3 separate regions of the Mus musculus genome follow, and regions 2 and 3 are each linked to region 1. Evidence: chromatin contacts called from public promoter capture Hi-C data. All regions are on one chromosome and are shown on one strand. Each heading gives the region's core, a stretch centred on a gene start, on an enhancer-like site or on the middle of the called end of the contact. The rest is flanking DNA. Distances are from core to core; before and after follow the strand shown. Region 1 holds the start of Rsbn1l (round spermatid basic protein 1-like). Region 2 overlaps Magi2 (membrane associated guanylate kinase, WW and PDZ domain containing 2). Region 3 holds the start of Magi2 (membrane associated guanylate kinase, WW and PDZ domain containing 2).

The links. Promoter capture Hi-C pulls out the DNA fragments that hold promoters and counts their contacts.
Region 2: a contact with region 1 is called in a promoter capture Hi-C map of hippocampal neurons, with 4 times the contacts expected there. The contact joins the enhancer-like site here to the promoter of Rsbn1l in region 1. A contact is called at or near these places in 5 of 39 promoter capture datasets (frontonasal cranial neural crest, hippocampal neurons, liver and 1 more) and 1 of 115 datasets of contacts at active chromatin or transcription factors (astrocytes).
Region 3: a promoter capture Hi-C map of cranial neural crest shows a contact between it and region 1. The contact joins the promoter of Magi2 here to the promoter of Rsbn1l in region 1. A contact is called at or near these places in 2 of 39 promoter capture datasets (cranial neural crest and hippocampal neurons) and 1 of 115 datasets of contacts at active chromatin or transcription factors (astrocytes).

Annotation. Positions count from the first base shown.
Region 1 is chr5:20,950,513-20,953,834 of GRCm38.p6, reverse strand. It overlaps Rsbn1l (round spermatid basic protein 1-like), which reads left to right and starts at 2,013. Exons shown (of 8, transcript NM_001080977.1): 1 at 2,013-2,578. The coding sequence starts at 2,050. A630072M18Rik (RIKEN cDNA A630072M18 gene) reads right to left here and starts at 2,846. Exons shown (of 1, transcript NR_030699.1): 1 at 1-2,846.
Region 2 is chr5:19,545,011-19,548,638 of GRCm38.p6, reverse strand. All of the region lies in intron 1 of Magi2 (membrane associated guanylate kinase, WW and PDZ domain containing 2), which reads right to left. Among named protein-coding and RNA genes, the nearest start is that of Gm25335, 31 kb to the right of the region's middle. Within about 2 kb of position 1,973, at least 12 of the 459 cell types and tissues checked have an H3K27ac peak or open chromatin away from gene starts, as enhancers often do. A contact at or near this core is called in hippocampal neurons, where this site is marked.
Region 3 is chr5:19,224,994-19,228,322 of GRCm38.p6, reverse strand. It overlaps Magi2 (membrane associated guanylate kinase, WW and PDZ domain containing 2), which reads right to left and starts at 1,277. Exons shown (of 23, transcript NM_001170746.1): 1 at 734-1,277. The coding sequence starts at 1,034. It overlaps 4921504A21Rik (RIKEN cDNA 4921504A21 gene), which reads left to right and starts at 1,768. Exons shown (of 3, transcript NR_102342.1): 1 at 1,768-2,182.

The DNA of each region.
Region 1 (3,322 bases), core at 764-3,263:
GTTTTTGGAGACAGGGTTTCTCTGTTTAGCCCTGGCTGTCCTGGATCTCACTCTGTAGATCAGGCTGGCCTCGAACTCAGAAATCTGCCTGCCTCTGCCTCCCAAGTGCTGGGATTAAGGGCGTGAGCCACCACTGTCTGGCTGGATATTTAATTTTTGCCATGCAGACATAACATAGATGTGTTTTTATTTAATAGATCATTAATTCTGCTCCCGGACATTGTTCCCCTCTGCACAAGCAAATGCTTTCTAAAAGAGAAAAAAATAGAAAAATGCATTTTAAAAAGATCATTAGAGCCTTGCAGCAGTGGCACACACCCTTAATCCCAGCACTTAGGAGGCAGAGACAGGCGGATTTCTGAGTTTGAGGCCAGCCTGGTCTAGAGTGAGTTCCAGGACAGCCAGGGCTATACAGAGAAACCCTGTCTCAAAAACCGAAAAAATTAAAAAAAAATCATTAGACTAACTGACACTGTTATGAATGTCCCAATTAGATAATCTAGAGAGGAAACCCCTTTTCCTTTTGTTTTCTTACTTAGCGTTCAGTTTCATTCCAACACTTTCCATGTTGTACCCTTATTTGCTCAGTCACACCACCACTCCCTCATCCCCTGCCCTGGATGTAGACATACTCATTCCCAGGTGAGGGAGATGAAGTGACTTTCTTTCTTATGCTCATCACCTTTCTTTTTCCCATTTCCCTTCTATTTTTATGTTGTGTGTGTGTTTTTAAAACTAGATTACACACATTAGAGAAAATATGCAAAATTTGTCTCTCTGGGTCTAGCTTCAGGGAATACTCTATATATTAACAATTTACTTCTAAAAACTAAAAACAATGAGGACAGATGCAGTGGTACACACCTTTCTTTAATTCCAGCACTGGGGGAAAGGGAGTTGGGCAAATGCAGGAAGATTTGAGTTCGAGGCCAGGCTGGTTTACAGGACAGCCAGGACAATATTGGAAGACTATGACTCAAAAAACAAACGAACCAACCAACCAACCAAAAAAAGAAAAATGTATTTACAAACAGCGTTAGATTTTGATGTGTTCCCCTCACCGAGTCCTAAAGAAGTGGGTTTGGAGTAAAAGAGGAGTAACAACAGACCATTGCAGTTTCCTGAAAGGCAACTGTTAGCTGCGGAAAGTAACTGCTAATGTCCCTCTTAGGGGATCAGAAAACTCCTTTTTCTTGCTGAGCTAATATGATCATGTGTTATCTTTACATTCTAATCTCACAAAAGATCTAAGACTTTAAGGCATGCTCTTGTCTAAAGCTTGAACTGTGTTGTAACCCATTCCCCCAAATTCCTTATCTTTTGAGATAAAAATCAAGGTACATGCTTGGCGAAGTTTCATAGCGCTGACTCTGAAATACAGAACTCTAACTGCATTTTCAAACATTTACAAACACCGCTAGTGGCTTTTTCCTGGTGTCGTTTAAAGAATAATTAAAGTGAAAACCTTTAGCACTCAAGCTCAATTTAAAGCCTCCAAACGGTGGGTGATTTTTATCTTCACGATCGGAAGTGATCCAAGTTCCAGCTCTGCAGAAAACTCTCTTTTAAAGTACGAACTTTTACGACCTTAGTTAAAATAAGGCAACTTTTCACCATTTCTGCCTTTGCTGATCGGACTCTCGACAAATTTTCTCCGAGACGAGCAACCCAGAACTCGTTTTTCAGAACCTGCAGAAGGGACCCAAGCCACCTCAAGGTAAAAAGAGAGAGCGGTACAAACAAGGCAAAGTCTTTGAGCGAACGGCAGCGCTACCTCGGTCCGGGCAGATTCGGGGCTCCCGAGCGACGGTCGGGAGATCCTCCCTTCTCAGCGAGCTCTCCATCAGCCGCGCCGAAAAGACCTCTGACCTCCAAATGAAGGTCCGCTCGGTGACCCCACCCCGACGGCTTCTGTCCGCGTCTTTGATTGGTTTGTTCCGGGATCTCTCAGTTTAGCGCGCCCAATGGGAGCTCGGCCTGGACCTAGGCACCCCGCCCCGCGCCCCCGCTCCGGGGAGCGGCGGAGAGTAAATACAACAGGAGCGCAAAATGGCGGAACCGCCGAACCCAGCTCGCGGCGCCGTGGCTCTCCTCTCTGAGAAGGAAGCATCTGGCAAAGTACAGCCTTCCTCGCGGGAGCCGCCGGGCTCTATGTCTGCCAAGAAGGTTCGCACCGAGGAGAAGAAGGCGCCGCGGAGAGTGAACGGGGAGGGGGGCAGCGGCGGGAACGGCGGGCAGCTGCAGCCCCAGAGCTTCGGCAGCCCGGCGGCGTGGAGCTTCGCGGCTCGGCCCGCCGCCTCCTCCTCGTCCACCTCTCGGAGCTGTTACTCTTTCTCCGCCAGCCCGAGCGTCTCCTCAGCCTCCGCTTCCTCGTCTCAGCCGCTGCCGCGCAAACTGCTGGTCACTCCCTCGCTGCTGCACGCTCAGCCTCACCGCGTCCTGCTCCCGCCCGTCGCTCCGCCGGCCGCCGCCAAGCCGCGCAGACCCAAGGAGAAGCGCGAGAAGGAGAAGCGGAGGCAGCACGGCCTCGGCGCCGCCGCCCGGGATGAGAACGGCGAGGCGAAGCCGCTGCCGCGAGGTGGGTGCCGCGCGGGGGAGGGGAGCGCCGGCGGCCGGCGGGGCTGCAGCCTTCCGCGGGGCCAGAAGTAAATGGAGCCTGGAGTTTCGGTCGCCGACCGGGGGGATGGCTGAAACTCCTGGTTTTCGGTGTCGGTTTCGCCTTCCAGTTAACGCGCAGCAGGACGCGCGTGAAGGAGTGGGTCTAGAGGACCCCGCTCCCCGGTGTGTTTTTGGCTGGGGAGGCAGAAGAGAACAGGTCTTTTAAAGATTACGAAAGGGATCGGACTGGATCGCAGGAAATTCATGTTTGCGACGCAGCTTCCAACGCCAGAATATCCTGTCCAAAAAAAAAAAAAAAAAAAAGTGGGTGGTCGGGTGTATTGGCGGAAGCTGGAAGCTCCCAGGGACCACGGGGACCAGGATGTTTCATCCCTACTAGGGAGATGAGGTCGTGCGCAGGGCACCAAGTGTGCGGTTTCTGAGGTGCCCACATTCCATATTGTTAAAGTGTTTTGCGTGGTCCTGTTTTAAATACTACCCTTCAGAAGCTTTCAGCCATATTCTTTTTTTTTTTTTTTCTTCTTTCTTTCTCGTTCAGCAAATGATAAAATCGGATGTTTTGACGTCTTTTGGCCAGATCAAGTGGCTTCAGAGTGTTTCTGCCGGGGGTGGGGTGGGGTGGGGGGGGGGAATTCCCAACTGTTTTTCAGTTTTCTTTTGTAATGTAAGCTAGCAGAGTTTTCCGTATTTTCTTTAAAATGAG
Region 2 (3,628 bases), core at 724-3,223, 1.4 Mb after region 1:
TATTCGGACTAATTAACAGAGATAGTGATACCTTAAAAAATATCTTTCTTCCCATGAATGTATTACAGATTTTTCTCTGCTGACAAATTTAACTTCTTTTTTTCCCTACATGCAGTTCCCTAAAATAAATCTGAAATTAGGAGTCACTTGGCATAAGTTCATAGTTGTTGAGTGACTCATATGTCTCTGAAAAAAAGAGAACTTTATCAATATAATCACATAAATAACATGTTTAAAAATACTATTTTTCTTCATCTTTATATTTTTGAAAAATGGTGATTACATAATTGATATTTAATAATATTAATTCTAAGTGTTTACATGTTATTTCATGTCAGAAAGCCAAACTTCAACATCTCCTTCTTTTGATCAATTCAATCATTTTAGCAAGTCAACCATGAAATACATTTATAGTTCTATAGAACTTTCTGAGTAGAGAATCAATAATGAAGCTTTCTTAGATAGTAGTGTAGAAAATTCAAACTTTATATTAAACACTGGGTTTATCTTTTAGAAGAAACTAAAGCATTTGACCGTAAATGCCTTGACTGAGCACATTGAAACAACTCCACCTGGATGGACATACAGGTTTATTTCAGTAATTATCAGCTTTCAGTGGTGCCCCTGTAGCTGAGTCTGCATGATGCTATCATTTGTTAGAAAGATGATCTACTTTCTTACAGAATTTCAGGAGTGGATTGTTCAAGAAATACTATTTGGGGCTATTATATATTTGGAGATTCGAGTGTGACTGTCATGTTTACTTGATGCTGGGGATTACATTTTTGTGGGATACAAAGACATCCAGTTATACCAAAAAGAGAACAACCTAAATTAGGGACTTGCCTAATTTATAAGTATTGCCTAAATATAAGGGATCTAATTTTCCCTAAAGTTTGTTAAGAAAAGTGCTTGTTTTATGTCCTATCTGAAATGAAATATCACATGAAACATTCTCAGAGACCCTGTGATCACACAGAGAGAAGTGAATGCTTGAATTTTTAGATTCAAATTAAGTCCTTTTGTCAATTTCATATGGTGGTACAGTATACAACAGAAAGACCCCTGGATATCAAACAACTTTACCCAGCCAGTCTTTTAAAGTCATTTTCTAAATTAAGTTCTGGACAACAGAAATATGTAAGGGTAGGAAAGCTGAAAGAAGAGAGAAAGCAACGACAGGGTACAGAGCAGCGACACAGAGCAGAGTGGAGGTGTGGATCTCCACAGCTCTTGTCGAGAGACTCCATGGAGAGGAAGAATTTCAGAGCAAGAAGGAACACACTCCTTTTTATATCCTTTATCAAAATCTCCAGTGTCTGAAGTCCATAAAATGTATAATGTTCAACAGACTGTGACAGAACAGGGGATAGATGCTGACCCACATTCAAAATTCAATAAGGCTCCCCAGGAAGAGTGGAGGCAACCAGCAAAGCATAAACTCAGGTCCTTTCAGGGTGAGGTGGGGAGATGGTAACAGGGCATTCCAACTGTCTCTCTCAGAAATAGCAATGCAAATAGTGTGTGGCCTCAACTCACACGGAAGGAGCTAGAGATTCATTGGCAGGTGTGAGAGACCAACCAAGTACAAGTTAATGCCTGGAACTTGAGACGCAGGAGCAGATGCACACCACCAGAGCAGGAAATATCATTTGAAATTCAATTTGAAAGGCTGAATTACATTTTTTTTTCATTTACTAAAAACATTTTATCCAGTTGACAGTATTTTTGTCAAGATTCATGTTTCTCCCATGGTTAATGTTTATAAAGTACCTTGTGCTTTTGGGTGGGAAGGATTTATAAATGAAAACTAAATCAATGTCTGAAGCTGTGATTTCAAAAGGCACAAACCTCAACTTCTAGTTTGATTTTAAAAAAAGGACTCTTGACTTTGAGTTTCGAGTTATGCAAGTATGCAAATATGTGCTATTTCACTAACATTCATCACCAGCACAAAGCACAGACATTTCCTTCTGAACCAGGCAGCAGGTCTGCAGCTACTCAAACATAGGCGGGTAGCAGAGGCCCCGGAGGATGGAGGGCTGCCTATGAAATACATGTATCTCTAGGCCCTACTCCAGACCCAACAACCCCAAATTCTTAGAAGACTTGGGGCCATGTGAGGTTAACAAAATCCGTTAGGTTTTTAAAATTAGCAGATCTAAGATGTGAGGCAGAGTCAGTTACTAACTTTGATCACCCAAATCCTCCATGTGCTCTATATCTGAGGAAGCTGCTTAGAAATAAAGAAAGGGATTTCACTCCAGTCTCTCTCTGTAAGGTGAATTCTGCGTATGCTCACTGAATTATTAGCCTATTATTTGAAGCTTTTGAATCTCCAGTTATGATATGATTAACCTCTCTGGAGCCAATTTTTTTTTTAGTTTATCTTTTTATGGTAAGCACTTAGCACAAGCATTGGATAAATCTCAGCAAATCTTATATCATTTAATCGTTTGCAGAACAGGCATACAATATAAGGATGCTTCCAGGCAAGGTTCAGATTCCACTAGGAGAGAAAAACAGTGAACTTGGGAAGAGATGCTTACTTGAGCCACTTTGTAACAAAGGCCAACTACAACAATGAAGACATCCTCATTACAGGAAGGGAGACAGTGGATGTGGGAACAAGCATGCATTTGTCTAAGCATGTGGTTAGGGAGGTGAGGGTTTGGTTGGCCCCAGCAAAAGGCACAGTAAGTGCAAAGGCAATGGGAAGAAAGACCTGTGTGGGAAGTAGGCTGATAGGCATCTGCTGTATTTTTAGTGAGAAGTAGGCTGTAAACAATGAGAGTCCAAGTGGGCCACCATTTTGGATGATTTATGGAGCTGTCCAGAGGCTGAGGCGGTTTACCTTAGGGGTGATAAACAGGACTGACTTTGTTTTCAGTAAGAAAGACCTGTGTTCCAGGCCCAACTTCACAAGTTCCTAAGAAGGTGACTTTAAACTCAGACAGTCTAACTTAATAGTAGAATAGTTATCAACTGACATAGTTGCAGAGCATTGTATTAGAATTAAGTGAGAATATTATTGCTAAATTGTTTTCTCTATGGAAGGCATAAAGTCTATCTATTTCTAATGTCCCCAAAACAAAGAGATTTTATTCCACCACAGTTTACTCTGGGGAACTGGGGAACCAAGAATTATTGTCTTACTTATACGGCATAGGTAAACAGATACTTATGGGGTAGGGTACTGCTGCATGTAAGTCTGCACTGGACAGTCTCTAATCAGCAAGGATGACAGCTTTCACAGAGCCCTATATATGGTCCCTCTGCTCCCTGGCATTCCTCAGCCTATATATCTTATCTCCTTCTCAAGGCCATAGGCAAGAAGGGTAGAATTGCTTACAATAGTGGAATAGCTGGAAACTCAGGTGAGAGTCCCATTATCTTTCCAACTCCTCCTTTTCTTGAGGAGCTAGGGTTAGGCAATGGTCCAGTTTGTGAATAGCCACAGCTGAACTCCTGAGGATGGCTGCTGTTTGGCTCAGAAGATAGCAATATACAGTAAATAGGCAGCACGATTTGTTCATGTCCTGGTACTTGATAAGCACTCTCTAAATATAAGCTCTTGTTATGATGGATCAGAGGATTCTATTCTGTGTCACATACATTACTATGTACT
Region 3 (3,329 bases), core at 28-2,527, 1.7 Mb after region 1:
ATTAGAAAGCTCTCCCAGCTCCCCGCTTCTTAATCTCTGCCCCTCCTCCTGCCTGCTGGCCAGGGGCGATCTCTAGGGTTAGTCAGTCTGCACGTGACTCACGGTGCCCACATGACATGACCATGGGCGGGGGAGAAAGACCGAGGAGTGAAGCAGGGAAAAAGTTACTGAACACTACCGGTCAAAGCGTCCAAACCAATTTGTCCCTTTCCTTCCTCTCCCGTCAGTGATCCCTAGGGAACCGCTACGGACCAAGGTGTCTCCAGACTAGTTTTGGATATCCTGCAAGGGGTCTCCACTTGCCCCAATATTCAGAGCTTCTCCCATTCTCTCTAGCGACAGCTCTGCACCTCAAGTTGCTCCATCTTCCTTTCTTCCTCCTCCCTTGCTTTCCTCCTTCCCCGAAAGCTCTGTGTCCACTGTGGACATGCCATTGGCGCACATTCTATTTGGCCTAAAGCTCAGAGGAGGTCAGACAAGGCCAAGCATCTTCCAAAGGGGAGGGTCCAACTGGGCAAACTAAGTTGCCTGCTACAGTACCACCTGGCTTAGCCGGCCAGCCAGCCCCCCAGTCCCGGTCCCCCTAATGCTCCGAACACAGTTACCGTGCTCTCTGGACCCCACCCCGCGGTGGCGCAGCATACACCCATCCAACACCCGCGCCCACCCTGTTAATGCCATCCCCACGCCGGGGTCCCACCGCCAGGCAGAGCACCGAACAAGCTGCGCTCACCTTGCTTGACACACTTGAGCCGGAGGGGGTCCTTGCAGTGTTTGATCACGGCCAGAACGTCCCTGATGGTGAGCCCCGCCACGGGGGTCTCGTTCACCTCCAGCAGCAGCTCCTCGGACACCAACTTGCTGCCGCTTTCATAGGCCACCTTGCCCGGCTTCACCTCCCCCAGGTAGGGGAACTGTCCGTTTTCCGCGCCCCCCTTCAGTTCAAAGCCCAGCTGGCCCTCCGGGTTCCTGCCAATGACACTCTCGTGGACTTTGCTAGTCCAGTGGCTTTTCTTTTTCAAGCTTTTGGACATGGCAGTAGGGTGAGTCGCCTCAGTTCCAGAGGGTCCTTTGGGAAGGAGGGTCTGGGAGTCAAAATCGGGATGGAGGAGCAAGGGGGCCAAGGGAAGAGGGTGGCAGACTTTGCCTTTCTCTCCCTCTGCTCCGCGCTTTCCCTCTTCTTTGGATGGAGTGTGGCGGAGGAAGGGGGAGGATGAGAGGGACGGCTGGGCAGAGGTAGGAGAGCTTGGGTGAGGTTGTGCTGTCCCTTGAATGACACTCAAGGCTTTGGCCCCGCAGCGGAGGAAGCTGTGGTGGCGTTGGCGGCGTTAGCGGCGGTGGCGGCGGCCGAGCCAGCGCGAGCAGTGGCCGAGCTGGTGAGCGGGTGGCGTGGGGGTGGGGAGGAGGGTAGGGATGCCGGGGGCCACTCCTGCGTGCTGCGAGTGGGGAGCGCGCGCGCGCTCGCCGGCCTCTGTGTTGTTAGCCGATATCCATGGCAGCTGCAGTGGCAGCGGTAGGGAGCGCGTGTGTGTGCGCGTGTGCGCGTGTGTGCCTGTGTACTAGTTGTACTGTACTGGCAGGATGCAAGCGGGCGGCGGGGAGGGGGGAGCGTTGGGGGATGCGAGCCGAGGGAGGAGGCGCGCGCACCGAGTGGAGCGCCAGGGAGGGCTTCGCCGCCGTCTCCCTCCCTCCGCGGCTTGACCCGGTAGTGAAGGCGCTGGGAGAGGCAGGCCCCGGGCCGCCCTGCAGCCTGCGGGAGGAGGCGGGAGCCGGGAAGGAGGGGAGCGGAGGCCCGACATGGGCAGGCCGGTGAAGAGAGCCGGGATCCCTGGGTGGACCTGTCTTCAGCTTCCCTGTGAGCCGGGCTGCTAGCCTGCAGGACGCCCCGACTTGCCCACACCCCAACACTGGACAAAGCAGAAATCCGGGGAACCCGATGCCGAGCCTGGTGGCCCATCTACAGCACAGTCTTCTGGGGCTCCATCCTGCCACAAGGAAGCTGGAGTTCGGGGTCCCAGCATGGAACTGCAGAGGGCCTGGCAGGCGGAGCCCGTGGAGAGACTTCACTATTGGCTCGCTCCACTTTTTACAGTCTTTCATTCCTCGCAAAGTTCTCAGAAGTGCCCCTCCGATAGAGGAAAGTTAGAGGAAGGAGTCTGGTCGTCCTGGATGCAAGAATAAGGTGAAATAACATCTGCAGAGCAGGGCCATGTGTCCTCTTGGAAGAAACTGAAGAGGATTGAGTGGAGACAGGATAGAGGAGGGCACCTGCCCTAGTTGAAGAGTGGAGAGGGGCGGTGGGGTAGGTGTTAGGGAGATAAATGGAGTAAGAGCCTAGACATATAAATGGTGAGTGTAACCTGGACAGGAGTCAAGTTTTAGGTTAATCAGACAAACAAGTCTGCTACAGGAAAGAAAAGAAGGCTCTTGGTGGAGCGCTGTACCCCCATCTAGCTCCTTCCCCTTCTCCAAATTTAGAGCCAGGTGGAAAGCTAAGCAGGACACAGGGGGCTGAGGGCTGCTGACTTCTCCAGTCAAACCCTGAGTGGTGCTTTTTGAGTTTCCGTAGCTTACATTCCATTTGCTTAACTTTGAAATAATATGTTTCAGGCAAAAAGAAAAAAAAAAAAAGGAACCACTCACCCACTCATCTTTGTAAATCAGAGTATGGGAAGGAATTATCAGCAGTTAAGAGCTTTGATGTCTGGGATGTAGTGTGGGAGGAAAGCAAGGCGGTTCAAAAGGCTTAGCTGACCCAGACAGAAAAGAGGGGGTGTGTATCCTGGCTCTGGGGCTTTTCAGGAGTGCCACGTTTAGCAGGCTGTTCCACCTTTCTCTGGTTGTTTCCTTTTAAATAGGGGTAACAGTACTAGTGGGGCCTGGTGCACTGAGAAGACAGACAGGCAAGGCAGGGAAGGGACTGCCCCATACAGGTTTGTTGGCTTTGAACAGTAGGTTCTTCCTCTTCAGCCCCACCCCCACATCGTGGAGAGGACAGCAAATTAGGTCAGAGCTGAAGATCTTTACAAAGGATGAATTTGCTTGACTTTGTGCCTTTTTCCATTTGAGAAAAGTTGGCTATGACTGGTGAGGACTACCCAGTCCTTGGCCTTAAGGAATGCTCCTGAGCCAGCAAGATTTCCATTGAAAGGCCAGTCTCATGAAAAGTTAGGCTGAGGATTATAAAGCACCATTCTAAGTGGAAAGTGATAGAGGCAGTGAAGAACAGAATTTGCATTTGTTTAACAGCAGTTACAAATTACCTCCAATGTGTCCGCTGTTATTCTAATTGTTTATCACGTATTATGGTTATATTATATAGTTTATAT